2 separate regions of the Arachis hypogaea genome follow, and region 2 is linked to region 1. The links are chromatin contacts, called in public Hi-C maps. All regions are on one chromosome and are shown on one strand. Each heading gives the region's core, a stretch centred on a gene start, on an enhancer-like site or on the middle of the called end of the contact. The rest is flanking DNA. Distances are from core to core; before and after follow the strand shown.

What was found. Hi-C and Micro-C count contacts between places; a contact is called where the count stands out from the background.
Region 2: a contact with region 1 is called in a Hi-C map of leaf, with 2.8 times the contacts expected there. The contact joins the enhancer-like site here to the promoter of LOC112801967 in region 1. A contact is called at or near these places in 2 of 8 Hi-C or Micro-C datasets (leaf and an unstated tissue).

What each region holds. Positions count from the first base shown.
Region 1 is chr5:92,923,744-92,930,907 of arahy.Tifrunner.gnm2.J5K5, forward strand. It overlaps LOC112801967 (cinnamoyl-CoA reductase-like SNL6), which reads right to left and starts at 4,453. Exons shown (of 5, transcript XM_025844934.3): 1 at 3,926-4,453; 2 at 1,410-1,582; 3 at 238-438; 4 at 1-154. The coding sequence starts at 4,187.
Region 2 is chr5:92,997,456-93,004,619 of arahy.Tifrunner.gnm2.J5K5, forward strand. No RefSeq gene overlaps it. Among protein-coding and RNA genes, the nearest start is that of LOC112801968, 7.7 kb to the left of the region's middle. Within about 2 kb of position 3,671, at least 1 of the 3 cell types and tissues checked has open chromatin away from gene starts, as enhancers often do.

The DNA of each region.
Region 1 (7,164 bases), core at 3,203-5,702:
CTTTAAGATATGCAATAGTAGATGTTGGATTACTGCGACAAAAATCAGGGCCTGTGATGAGTGCTGGACATATGGTAGTGAGCTTCAAACCCCTTTCATTTGCTATTCTCCATGCAGCCTTCTCAGCTCTCACTTTTCCCAATGCATACCATAACTGCCATATATAATAATAAATAAATTAATTAATATCCACTAATTAATTTCATAATAATTAATTAAGTGAAATTAGTAGTATACCTTCTTTTCTTTGCACAGTGATTCATTTGTCCATGAGGTATGGTTAATAGTAATTGAAGAATCTTGTGAGTCTGGATTTTGTTGTTGCCACACACAAGCTAAGAGTGATGATGTGAAGACACATCTTTTAATAGTTGTTGTTCTTGCACATGCTTCCATCACATTCTCACTCACCCTCGCTTCAATCTCAGCCATTGATTTCTATTTACATGAGACACAATCAATTCATTAGAAGCTGCATGATAGAAATGTGAACAAGATAGTTTCTGCTTTATACATAAAAACTAATTGCCTTTTAATTTGCTTAATTAGCAATATTTCATATTGAAGCTATTAGTTAAGGTGGTATTAAGAATCAATAATTATGGAATACACCCTTAATTATAAAGTTAACTTGTATAAACAATGAGAGGTAGTGCGGGTAATAAAAAATTGAAAGTAAATGTAATAATAAACAAAACTACAAAAGACATGTAATTTAAAAAAAAAAAAAATTAATATTCCCTAAGGGAAGCCAAAAGTTAGATGATGTAAATAAACAAGTCGAATTTATTAGAGAATGACATATATTTCTAAAAATTAAGCTTGCTTATTAGTTGTTTTATTAGGGTGAAAACAGTAACAAGTTTATACAGCTTTAACTAATTTAACTTGAATTCAATCTATTTATTAATAAAATAAAGTTTTAGCTAATTTACTGGAGTACAAGAAATTATTTAGGTGGCACAAAACATTTTCCCAATATATATAGTGTGTTTAACTAGTTAAAGGAAAAAATAATTAATGAGTAAATTATTAATTCTAATAATAAAAAGTATAAATACTAATTATTTTATTTATAAAAAAATAATTTTGATATATTTATATTACAAAATTTTTTATATAACTATTTAATTATATTATAAATTTAAATAAATTTTTAATAATTAATTTAAAACAATATATGATTAGATATTTTCGTAAAATATTTTTAAATTAAAAAATAAAAATTAATTTGGTAACTTTTAAAATTAAATTAATTCGATAAAATTACTTAACACATTGTATATTTTAAATAATTTTATTAAATTAATTTATATTTTTTATAGTTAGAATTATGAAAGTATAAACATTTTACAATAAAAATGGTAAATTATCATAGAAAAGAAAAGAGAAAAGAGTAGAAGACTGACAGTGTAGCCAGAGAGACCAGCAGGATCGGTAAAAGCAGAGGTGTGAAAAACGCCATGGCAACCTTCAAATGCATTTAATAAGCTATCAACATCACTTAACTTTCCCATTACTACTTCCAATTTTCCATTTCCTCCTCTACTTTCCTTCATTTCCCTCACTTTTTCTATGTCCTCTGCATTCCACAATTCAATCAAATTTTCCCTTCAGATTATTATTCAAAAAATATGATAATGATAATATTTGAAAAATATGAAATGGTGAATTATATGGTCGTGTGATTTTTAAATTCCATAATGTCAGAGAGATAAAAAAACAATTTAAATTTATTTTATTTAACATTTATTAATTATAACATAAATTAACAAATATTAGAATTAATAAATATTAAATAAGATAAATTTTAATTATTTTTAACTAATTTTTTATGTTATCAAATATTTTTGTATTGAATTATTGACTATAGTGATTATAAAATTTTAATAATATTAAAAAAAGGTGTAACTAATATTAATATTATATTCTTTATTATTTAATAATACTTTTTCAATTTTATCACATTTTTTATTTTTTGAATATTGTCAAATAATAAAAAATAACTTTAATTTTAACTATATTGAAATAATTCAAAAGAAAGAGAGTAGTTGTGGGCTTGTGGCCACATGTGAGCCTTTGATTCTAGTGAGCAATAATTGATGAGGAGCATATAGATTAGAGAGATAGTCATAAAATACCTAAATTAATTAAATTAAGCCCCCTTTAATTAAATGAAACAAAAAAGAAGAATACTTAATTAAGCCGGTGATAAAAAAAACTAATAGCATAAATATATATTATTATATTATATGTTTCAAATAAACCAAACATAATACAAGCAAAATAAAATTCTAATAAAGTTTCGTTGCATCAATCAATAAATAAAATATATGCCGTGGAGGAGACGCAGTCCACATTCAAAATTGTACACTAGACAATTTTCATAGTACAATTAAAATAGTTTTATATCTTCAATAATATGAATGATATATATGGCACTTTCCAGGTAATTGTATTGTTCTAGCAGATAAAATTTGATAAATTTAATATACATTTGCCTCAAGAATTTAAAGTACTTTAAAAATATCGATATTTTAATAGTTTTATTTGTTGATTTTAATTATAAAAAAAAGTTTAATTTTGATATTAAATTTTTTATAATCGTACAATTATATTCGTTTTTTAAATGATTATTCATGCAGTAATATAGTTATTTTTATTAATATAATATTATATAATTGAATGTATGTACAAAATTATTTTATAATATATCAAAATTAAATTTTTATAAAAATATAAAATATATTAATTAAAATTAATTATTAAAATCAGTATCACAACAATATTTAAAATTTTTTCAATCGTATATATAATATTATAATAAATTGATCATAAAATAAGTATGGCCATCAAGTTGGCTTCAATCATGAAAACAAACAAACTTAAATAAAAGCTCACAATGGACGGCTCTAAAAGCTCACATGTTTTGCCGTACACTCAAATTATTCTCCGTTTTTTTTTTGCCATTTAATCAGCTAAAGTTTTTAGCACATTGTTTCTATTATAAATTTAATTTAATCATCATTCTCTTTCTTAAAATATATTCTATGATTCAACTAAGAGTACTGTAAGAGAATCAATGATCTAAGTGTATAATATGTATAATAAGCTATTGAGTTATAAAATAAATATTACTCGTACTATCTAAAATAATCATTCGAGTAGTAAAAATAATAAATATCTCAAGTCATAAAATTACTCGTCTCAAAAATTTAAATTAATTTTAAAATTCACCAAGTATTAAACTCTCAAGCTTTTGGATATAGAGTTCTAATAAATTCTTAGTTCCATGAAATCGTTGTACAGCTGAATAAGTTCCACGTTTCTCTTCTCATACCTACCCAGCTAATTATAATGCTCAACAACTTTATGAATATCCAATCTCAAATACTTATATATAGTTGGTACCTACTACAATATTATTATTATTATCCTAATATTATACATATAAAAATTTTAACTACTTTGAGGTAACAAATATTACGTTATATATTTAATTTTGAATAAATTATTATTTGAAAAAAAAGCATTACATACATTTTTTCCGGATAATTCACCGAAGAAAAGAAACATAATAATTATTCAAACTGAAAACAGAAGCAAAAACAAGTTTCTAAAGAGTATACACCTTTTTTTTAGAAATAAAAAATTATATCTTACAATAACATAGTCAACCTATCACATGACGACCAATAAAAATACACAGCTAAAAAATATTTATATATTATACACGTTGAGTTGTTCATATAATTTTTAAAATAATAATATTAAGGCATAGATTAATTAAACAACTTAAGAGTGAAAAAAAATCTATATAAATGACAAAGCTAACAACAAACCCTCATTAAAACCAGGATTATTTCAACCAACCCAAAGAGAAGAAAACAATAGTAGGTAAGAGAAATTAAAGAAGAAAGAATACCTGGGTTTTCAATAGTGATTCTCACTGAGTAACCTTTTTGCAAAAGCTTGTTGACCAAAGCAAGTCCCAAATAAGAAACACCACTTGTCACACAAACTAGGGTATTCCTCTCTTCTTCTTCTTCATAATCCCCAAAGAGGTTGTTTTTCGGCTGCGGCTCTAGGTCCTTTCGCCGATGAATGGTGGCCGTATCGGCCACCAGTCTTCGACAGAAGGATTCTAGCTCCGCCTGCCTACTCTCCCACGACCGCACCACACCCATTATAATAAAATTTGAATAAAAAATAATAAATAAATATGGCTAGGGAGATTATATGATGATGGAAATAAAACCTAAATTATGAACTCTTAAGCAAATATAGAGAGAGTAGGGTTATTAGGTATGTGTTTGTGAGAAGGCAAAATGGTTGTAATGAGGGATGAGAATATATATAAGAGAAAAAAGAAAGAGTCAAAGTGTGGAGGCTAACTAGTCAAGTATGTCTTATGTCATGTGTTCGAGTAGTAAAAGATCCATTATTATATTTCACAATAATTCATAAATTAAAAATATATTTATTTATGTTTTCACAGTCAAAACTCAAAAGTCCAGCTTGGCGTGTTTGTGTTATAGCCTTATAGGATGCCAGATCTCATAAACTACAAAGGGAAACGATAAAACTTATTAATTTATTTAATTTATTATTTATTAAATGTATATAAAAATAATAAAAATAAAATTAGTTGAAATAGTATGTTTTATATAACTCAACTAAAAACTCTTTTAAGTTCAAATCCTAAAAGTAGCAAAAAAATATTTTTTTTATGGACTCTCATTTTTTTTATTAATACGTAACCAAGGACATGAGCCTCCCTATATTAGTATTTTGAGTGGATTATTAGATTAATCCCCTTTCGAATAAAGTCATATTTCTTTATTCAATTGCATCTAAACATTGTTTCTTGTAGTGCATCTCTAAGTAATGTGCCAATACTTTTTTGTTGGTTCCTATATCTCATATAAAAAATAAAGATATTAATTTTAATTTATTATCAATATAAAAAAATTTGAGGAGTGCTAGGAGTCAGTAATTTTTGTAACCATCAATTGGCCATTAATAATATTTTTATTGGTGTGAGATTACATATCTAATGGTAAAAAATCACTCACTTTTTTTATAGTTAAGTGCTGGCCACAAAATACAAAAGTTACTGCAACTAGACTTTTTCAAAAAATTTTACACAAATAATCAATTCCACATTGTTATATACACTAGTAAAAATTACTAATTTTAAATTTACCACTTAAATAATCATCTAAATATATAAATTTAATTGAGTAATCGTATAAATTTTTTTATAATATTAGTGTATTAGAACTAAATTTTAGAAAATAAATAAATTTATAGATTCCACATTATTTGAATAACAAAAATGACAAATTTAATGCTTATGTACAAAATTTGTATATCATTTAGAAATACTAACTAATATGTTTGTCTTTCCAAATGATACCGTTAAAATTTTTGTTGAATTTAGAGTTGGATATTACGGGCAGATTTAGTGTTGAAATTTTCAACAGTAAAAGCAATGTAATTTTTTGGTACACATTGACTGAAGGGTGAATTTGGGTAAATTAAAGGATAAATTTTATTAAATTGGTTCCGTTTCTTTTACTAAAATTTAGGCATAGAAGAAAGAAAGAATAAAAGAATGTTGAATTGTGAGATTTTGATGTTTGAAAAATCCTTCCAGTAAATGTCTGTACATATCATTATATGATAAAGTATCAAAATTTTTATATTCAAAAATTTAGAATTTAATTTTTGTTGATTTCAACAACAAAAAGTTTTAACACACGAGAAAAAAACACATATAGAGAGAGAGAGAGAGAGAAAGAGGACCTATAGTAATTTACATACATTAACCAAAACAAAACTCTTATATAAAAGGACGCGTTAAATATTAATCATTCATATACTTCATTTTATTGATTAATTTAAAATTTTTGGAACAAATGGCTTTATGATAATCACACAATTATCCATAATAATCACTGCAATAAAAATGTGAATTTGAGTGAGACGCAATTTAATGCATTTTATAAGAAATATTTATGTGATTTAGGTAACAAGTGTTTTAGAAATACTTATTAAAAGTATTAAAAGTGGAATATTTGAATAGAAAATATAAATTAAATCAAATAAAAGAATTTAATGCATTGTAACAACCAATTTTTTTTTTTTATAATTCTTATGAACCAACTTCCTTATTAGATCATTCTTTAACTAAATCCAGATTTATTTCAATGGCTAATCAAAGGAAAGGCAAAATACACATGAAAAAACACAAATATATACACATGATCTTTTTGTCCTTCCTTTTTTTTGTATTAAATTTTGCCTTTATATCCGCCATGTGATCGCCTTCCCTTTTCTTTTGTTGCACCAGCTTCTTTTTCTTTTTAATCATTCAATAGATTTCTTTTTCACTCTTTACGATAGCCACTCAAGCTTGCATAATCATCTATTCATATAAATGTAAACACAATTAAAATATAACCAATGAAGGGTATTCCAAAATGATAGTTGATATTCCTCACATAATTTCATGTGTTTTCTTTAAACTAATTAATTAGTCTCGCATTACAGCGATTCATTTTAGAATTGAGTGCTGTTTTAACCTATTTTTATAAATCTATTTGTCTTATTTAAAGGGAAAAAATTTCAGACAACTGATTAAATAAACTGATAAATTTTGGTTAACATTAAGTGAAATATATATATATATATATATATATATATATATATATATATATATATATATATATATATATATAATTTTTTTAAGGGTTAAGTACAATAGATTTTGGTTCTAAGATATAGGCTGAAAATTTTTTTCGTTTTCAACCATTTTTTTAACTTATAAAATTGTTTCTAAAATTTAACATAATTCTAAAATCGTCCTTCAAATTAAAATACCCCTCTCTTCTTCTTTTTCTTCTTCTTCATCACAACATCTCTTCTTAATCAGAAGCAAAAACAGAAGCAAAAACAAACGCACAAATAAAAGCAGAGAGCTAACGATACCTCTTCCTATTCTAGAAAATAGAAGAAAAAACAAACGCAGAAACAAAAACAAAAACAGACGTCGTTCCTCCTCTTCTTCCTCTGGCCCCTCAAAGGAGCTCTCCCGCAGAAACAAACGCAGAAACAGCCGCTCATGAACATGCAATAAGATCAAAGAAACAGAATCCAAAT
Region 2 (7,164 bases), core at 2,421-4,920, 73 kb after region 1:
TTACTTTTCATAATGAAAAGAAAAAATTTCACTACATAAGTAATTTTGAAAATAACATACAATAAAAAAAGACATCATCAATTAAAGAGTAATAATTTTTCCTTTAAGAAATTTCGTAAATGCACTTTGAATAAAATCTCTCAAATGCGAACAATATTATTAATTTGAAATTCTCAATAGTTATTTTAAAATTTTATAAAATAGGAAACACGTATATATATATATATATATATATATATATATATATATATAAAGTATTTTTTAGATAAATCGTAATAATATTTTAATCTTTTATTAATATTAAAATATAAATTAATTTTTTTTATTATTCTTAATATTTTATTTTAATTATATAAAATATTTAAAAATATTTTTAAATTTATTTTAAAAATAATACATGTTAAAAATAAAGTTGGACACACTAATACGTTTTGGTATTTAGGTATATCTAAATATGTTTAGAAAAAAATTTTATTTTTATTAAGACACGGTTGGTCACAACCTATGATGCACGGACACTGTAGGGACACGACACGACATGGGACACGGGACACGCCAACGCAAATTTTAAATCTTACATGCCACGGGACACGCATAAATATTTTTTTTTTTTTTTGGTGACTGCATAAATATAAAATATAAAGTATTTTTTAGATAAATCGTAATTATATTGTGATATTTTATTGATATTAAAATATAAAATAATTTTTTTAATTATTTTTAATGTCTCATTTTAATTATATCACGTATTTAAAATATTGTTTGTTTTAATAAATAATAATATATACTATATCTAAATTAATTTTAAGAATATATGTTAAGAATAAGGCTAGACACACTGATACGTGATGGTATTTAGATATGTTCAGGCATGTTTGAAGAAAAACTTTTTTGTTTTTTATTAAGACACGGTTAGATACAGCAGACACATATTGGCTGAATGTCTATGAATATTATGTTCGAAATGTATTCGACATACAAACACAGTAATTCAGTGAAGTGTCTATACTTCATAAGACACAACAGACACACATATCAGATAAATATTAACAAATATTGTATCTAAAATATATTTGCTATACGAACAACTCAACAAAATTTTCGTACTTTAACGATCAAATATATCACGTAATCATCTCTCTACTATTAACGAGGAAACAAATATCATCTTAAATGTAGTCAAACTTGCTCCTTGCTATTAAATGACATTTCTTTTTCTTTAATGGGTAAATGACATTTCTTTTAAGTGTAATTAAATTTGGGATTTAGTTAATGAAATAATACTACATATTTAATTTTTTTTATTAATTAAATTTAATTAAATTAGTTTAACATAATAAAAATAAGTTATGACTAATATTATTCTAAATTTTATTATTTAATTTGATTAAATTTAGTTTATAAAAAAATTTAAATGTATAGTATTACTTTTAGTTATGATAAACTTATCATTAGTAAAAATTTTTAAATATTTTTATTTAATGAATACAAAACAAATGTATTAAAAACTTAAATTTTTTATATTTTTAATAAGAATCTTTTTAATTTATAAATTTAACATGTGCTCTTAGGATACAAAATAAATAAATCCTTAAATTAATTCTTTTAACTAATACTTTTTGAAATAGATATTATGTTTGTTTGAGTGTCATTAAGTTGATAAAAAATATTTTTTATTTATTTTTTAACGTGTTTAGTGAATTTCTAATAGTAAAAATAAAAGTACTAAAAAATAAAATATATTTTTTTCTTATAGAAAGATATTCTGCAAATAATAAATAAAAAATACTTTTGTATTGTTGTACTTAAACATAATTGATAGATAAAAAAATTTTGTATGAGATATTCAAACATAAAATTATTTTTATTTTTTTAAAAAATCTTTTAAAAAAAATATTTTTTTAAAAACTCACCCAAATAAACCCATTGTCATTCTAATTTTAATAATACCATTCATTTTTCTATAAAATTTATACATTATATAATATAAAAAATTTAATATGAAGTGACGTTATCAAAAATTGGAGTAGAACGAATTGTTATTCCTCTTTTTTTCTCAGAAAAAAAAAACAGTAGTATTATTTTGTGATAAAATATAGATAAAATATATGCGTAATTGACATAAATTGTAAAATATTAATATTGATACGAACATAAAACATGACATAATACGTAAAATGTAGATATACTAACTTCAGTTTTGACAAAAATTAAAATTTTTTATATTGTTTATAATAATATCTTGATATTTTTATATTAAACTAAAAAGTAACGTTTTTATATTTTTAATTTTTTTTTAATTATATAAAGTATTTAAAATATTTTTTTAATAATTAAGAATACATATTAGTTCTAAATCCATTTAAATAATATAGATTAGGAATAATATTGAACAAGTCTATACATAATAGTATTTAAAAAAGTCCAAACATATTTAAAAAAATTTATTTTTGTTAAAATATGTTTAAATATAAAAAATGTACGTCGAACGAGTGTTATGTCCAATTCTTTTTAATAAAATTATTATTTTATTATCTACTATATCTGCTAAGAATTTGGAAGAAAAAAAAGTAAATTATCCGATTTTTTTTTCATTTTAACTCTTTTTTTTATAGATAAATGTTATTTATTAAAACTTAAAAATAAGGGTAATTCACTTTTACAAATCAAAGCAACTCTAATTTTACGTGTATCCCTTAAATTTAAAAACATTACGTGATTGTCTCATTGCATATTTTTATATAAATCGAATTCATCAAATTTAAATTAGGATTGTTAGTAATAAATCGAATCTATTTTATTCGAATTATTACTTGATTTTGTGGTTCAAACGTAAATCGAATTCAAAAAATTCGAATTATGGTAACTTACAGTAAATCGAATCAATAAGTTTCAATTTATATGGCAAATACTAAATCGAATCAATCAAGTTTGATTTAGTCTCCCTTAATAAATCGAATACAGTGAAGTCAATTTAAAGTCAGTAGTGGGTAATGATAAATCGAAGCCATTAGATTCGACTTATTACGAAATCTTTTATTATGTATAATTCGAAAGGAGTTAATTCGATTAGAATATTTCTAACGTATATAAATACGAGTTGAATGTGAATTTTTTGTCATAGTGGGACTCACAATGGTTAGTGATGAGAGTTTTTAGTTCTGGTGCACTATAGAGGGTTGATTAAGAAGAAAATGCGATCGGAAACTAAATTTACTAATAAGGATCCGCTGAGTGTTTTCTTCAAACCTTTGATGAGTTTCACCAAGTTTCAAACTACTATACTCCAGAAACTGAGACTGCATGGCGTGAACCGGGTGGATAAGTTATTCTGATTTTCGTGCTGCGAGATGATGTGATATACGATTCATTCGTCCTAGGCAATGATGAAGATTTGCAAGTTCTGTTCCATTATCGTCGTCAGTTTTTCGAGGTGAGGACCCTTGAGCTATTGGCGAAGCTTGTGGATGTGGTGTGTAGTTCTAAAAGTTTGAACCGGAATCCTCGATCCTCAGCAATGCCAGCCTGCTCTAGTTCCATGCTTGTTGGTGCCTCGTCAGTTGTGCTGGTGATTGTACCTGAGGCAGTTTTAGTTGCATCTCCGTCCTTTGCAGCTAATCTAAGCCACAGTCGTGATGGAGGAATATACGATATTGGACCATGGGTGAGGTTGCTACTGCGATGCCCAGTACTCCTGTTATGGTCCCAGATTTCGGAGATGGTGGAGTACCGGATGACGTTGAGGATGCACTGCATGATGATGTTGATGATGATGATGTGGATCCCACCACGATAGCTGATGATAGTGATGATGACATAGCAAGGATTACTCCAGTTATGGGTGGTGGAGTATCTAGTTCAGAAACTCATCAGTACCATCGCACTTTTCAACTTTGGAATTGGATGCCATGGCACAGCAGGGGAATCTGGGAGTACCTATTGGTTTCGGGGCCAGAGATACACAGAATACAAGAGCTCTATTTGAATTCCAAGTTGGTCGGTAGTTTCAAGATAAAGTGGAGGTTGTGTTAAGCGTGAAGACTTATAGCATCCGCCGTGGGGTTGAGTACAAAATGTTGGAATATGATCATCGCAAATACTATGGCAAGTGCAAAGAGTTCAGCAACGGGTGCACATGACTCATTCGGGTCAGCCTCTGCCAGCGCAAAGGTATTTGGGAGGTAAAACGGTACAATAGTCATCTTACTTGCTGGCCACATCGATATCTAGTGATCACATGATGCTTTATTATCATGTGATATCGACCTTTATACTGCCCAGGATTAGAGCTGATGCTGCTGTCTCGATCAAGGTACTACAGAATACAACAGAGGCATATTTTGGATTTATACTGATTTACAAGAGGGTTTAGATGGCTAAACAGAAGGCCGTGGCACATATTTACGAAGATTGGAAAGAGTCATATAATGATTTGTCGCGATGGATACTGGGTGTGCAGATCACGATGCAAGTAGTGTCGCTGTGTTGAGGATGAGTCCTGTGCGAGTTGGTGGGCAAGTAGATAAATCATCAGCTTATTTCCATCGGCTTTTCTGGACATTCCCACTGTGTATTGAATCTTTCCGTCATTACAAGCCATTTGTTAGTGTCAACGGAACCCATCTGTATGGCAAATACAGTGGTACACTACTTGTCGCGATTGCTCAGGACGGCAACTCCAATATCATTCCTATTGCATTCGCATTTGTAGAGGGTGAGAATGCAGAGTCGAGGTCATTCTTTTTATCTCACTTTCAGCAGCATATAACGCTACAACCGGGTAGTTTAGTCATATCAAATAGTCACAACAGGATAAAGGCTGCATTGGAGGCTCTTAATGGTGGCTGGCTTTCGCCTAATGCATAGGAGCTTTTTGTATTCGTCATAATAGTTCCAAAGTTAGATACAACGGAAAAAAGTGGGAGCCTCCCAAGTGGTCACAAACACAGGTGACAGAAACAGATAAAAAACTAAAGAGAAAAGAGTACAATAGACAAGAAAAGAAGATAGTGAATTGACCAAAAAAACTCGAGCAAAGTTAGCTTCGAAAATCTCATTCATTAGCTTGTGGGAATCTTTGAGCAACTTAATCTATAGAACTCATTTTATTCTCAAATACATAGCGATTTTTTGCTTTCTAGCAATGCCAACAAAGCACGGGCAGGATGGTATTTAATCGACGACCATTAGAGTCGAATCCAATGTCGCGTGAGCTTTCTACCACCATTAAAGGAAGGAATATGAATTGTCTCTCCACACATCTTCATTAATCAAGCTTAATCCCTAAATAGAGGCAGAGAGAGGACATTGGAAGAGGTCATGGCATATGGTTTCTTTTTTAATTTGGCAACGAGGGCAAACGGCAAGTGTGGCTAAGAATCTGTTGTGCAATAAACTCATCATTGGGAGCTTTTCGTGTAAGTATTTCAAAAAAATCTTTATTTTGTGAGGTATTTTTATTTTTCATACACTTTCCTAAATTTTATGATTCTGAAAAGACTAAAGGCATTAAGAAAACAATGGATGATAGAAGGAGTAGGCAATTTTATAGCCTAAACTAACCTCATATGTTTTAATTTGGACAAAATCCAACTAATTTCATCATCCACTTGCTGACCTTATTGACTGAATTCTTGAGCTAACATCAGCAATGAAGGTGGACTCAAACAATACTTGGATCCAGCTTCGTTCTGGAGTCATCAAATTAGTGACATAGAAAAGAGTATGGTTCGGTTGATGCAGGAATGCTGATAGGGGAACAATGATGGACAACAATGGAGGCAGCCAAGGGTTTTTGGTGATTTTGACTGATGTTCCAAAGCCAATTCTCCATGATAAGCCTTTTCAATCACTTTTCGCCCTTCCAGAATACTATGCCATTACCTATCTCAGCTCTCAATATATCATTGTATCTAAAGTATTTACCTCTGAGTATTCTATATAGAGTTGAATTGGGATATTTAGCAATTCGCCAGTGCTGTTTTTCGAGTAGAGCTAGGTTCTATATCCTCAAATCTTTGATTCCTAACCCACTATCTTTTTAAAATCTTGTCACAATATCCCATTTAATCCATACAACTTTTCTTTCCATGCTTCGCTAGCAGCATTTTGTGAATATCATCTAGTAAGGTATCCGAGAGTCTAAAACAAAACAAAGAGTAAATTGGAATTACTTCACCGACTACTCTCAAGAGAGTATGCCTCCCTCTATATGATAACAAGCTTTTTTCCAACACTATAATTTCTTTTGAATATTTTGTTTAATATCTCTAAACATGGCTTTCTTAGATTTCTAAACAGTAGAGGGGAGTCCCAGATATTAATTTTGGACTCCTATATGATCAATATTAAGATTCTGAACAATGCTAAGTCTAGTTGACTGAAGGGTGTTATGGCTAAAGAAAATTGTAGGCTTTTTCAAATTCACCTTTTGACTACTAAAACTCTCATAGTATTCAGGATTTTCAATATCCGCTGAGTTATCTCAGCTGAACTCTTACAAAATAGAATGGAATTATCTACGAAAAGCAAATGATTAACAGTTGAACATCGTCGATTAACCTAAACACCTTGAATTTTCTTATTTTGTTGTGCTTTGTGCAGCAAGAATGATGGTCCTTTTGCACAGAAAAAAAAAAGATATGGAGATGGAGGATCACTTTGACGGATACCTCCTATTTGGTCTAAAAAACCAAAATGTTGCCCTTCCATAACAATGAAGTAAGAAACAGTTGTCACTAATTCTCTTGTCCAATTAGTCCATCTTAATTCAAAGCCCAGTTTTTTTTTTATAATAAACCAACGAATTGTCATTCGATCTTGTTATATGCCTTGCTCATATCAAGTTTAATAATTATTTCAGAGTCTAGACTACTCCTTTTATTTTTTAAATAATGCATGCATTCATGTGCGATAAGAGTATTGTCTGAAATAAACCTCCCTTTAAAAATGCACTATGATTAGGACTGATGATCTTATTCATAATGCTTTGCAGTCTATGCACCATAACCTTAGAGATAATTTTGTATATAACAGAGGATAAACTAATAGATATCATCTAGTTAACAGTACTGGCATAAGGAATTTTAGGAATCAGATAGATATGAGTGTGGTTAAAACTTCTTAGGATTCGACCATTCTGAAAGAAACTCTTGACATACAACT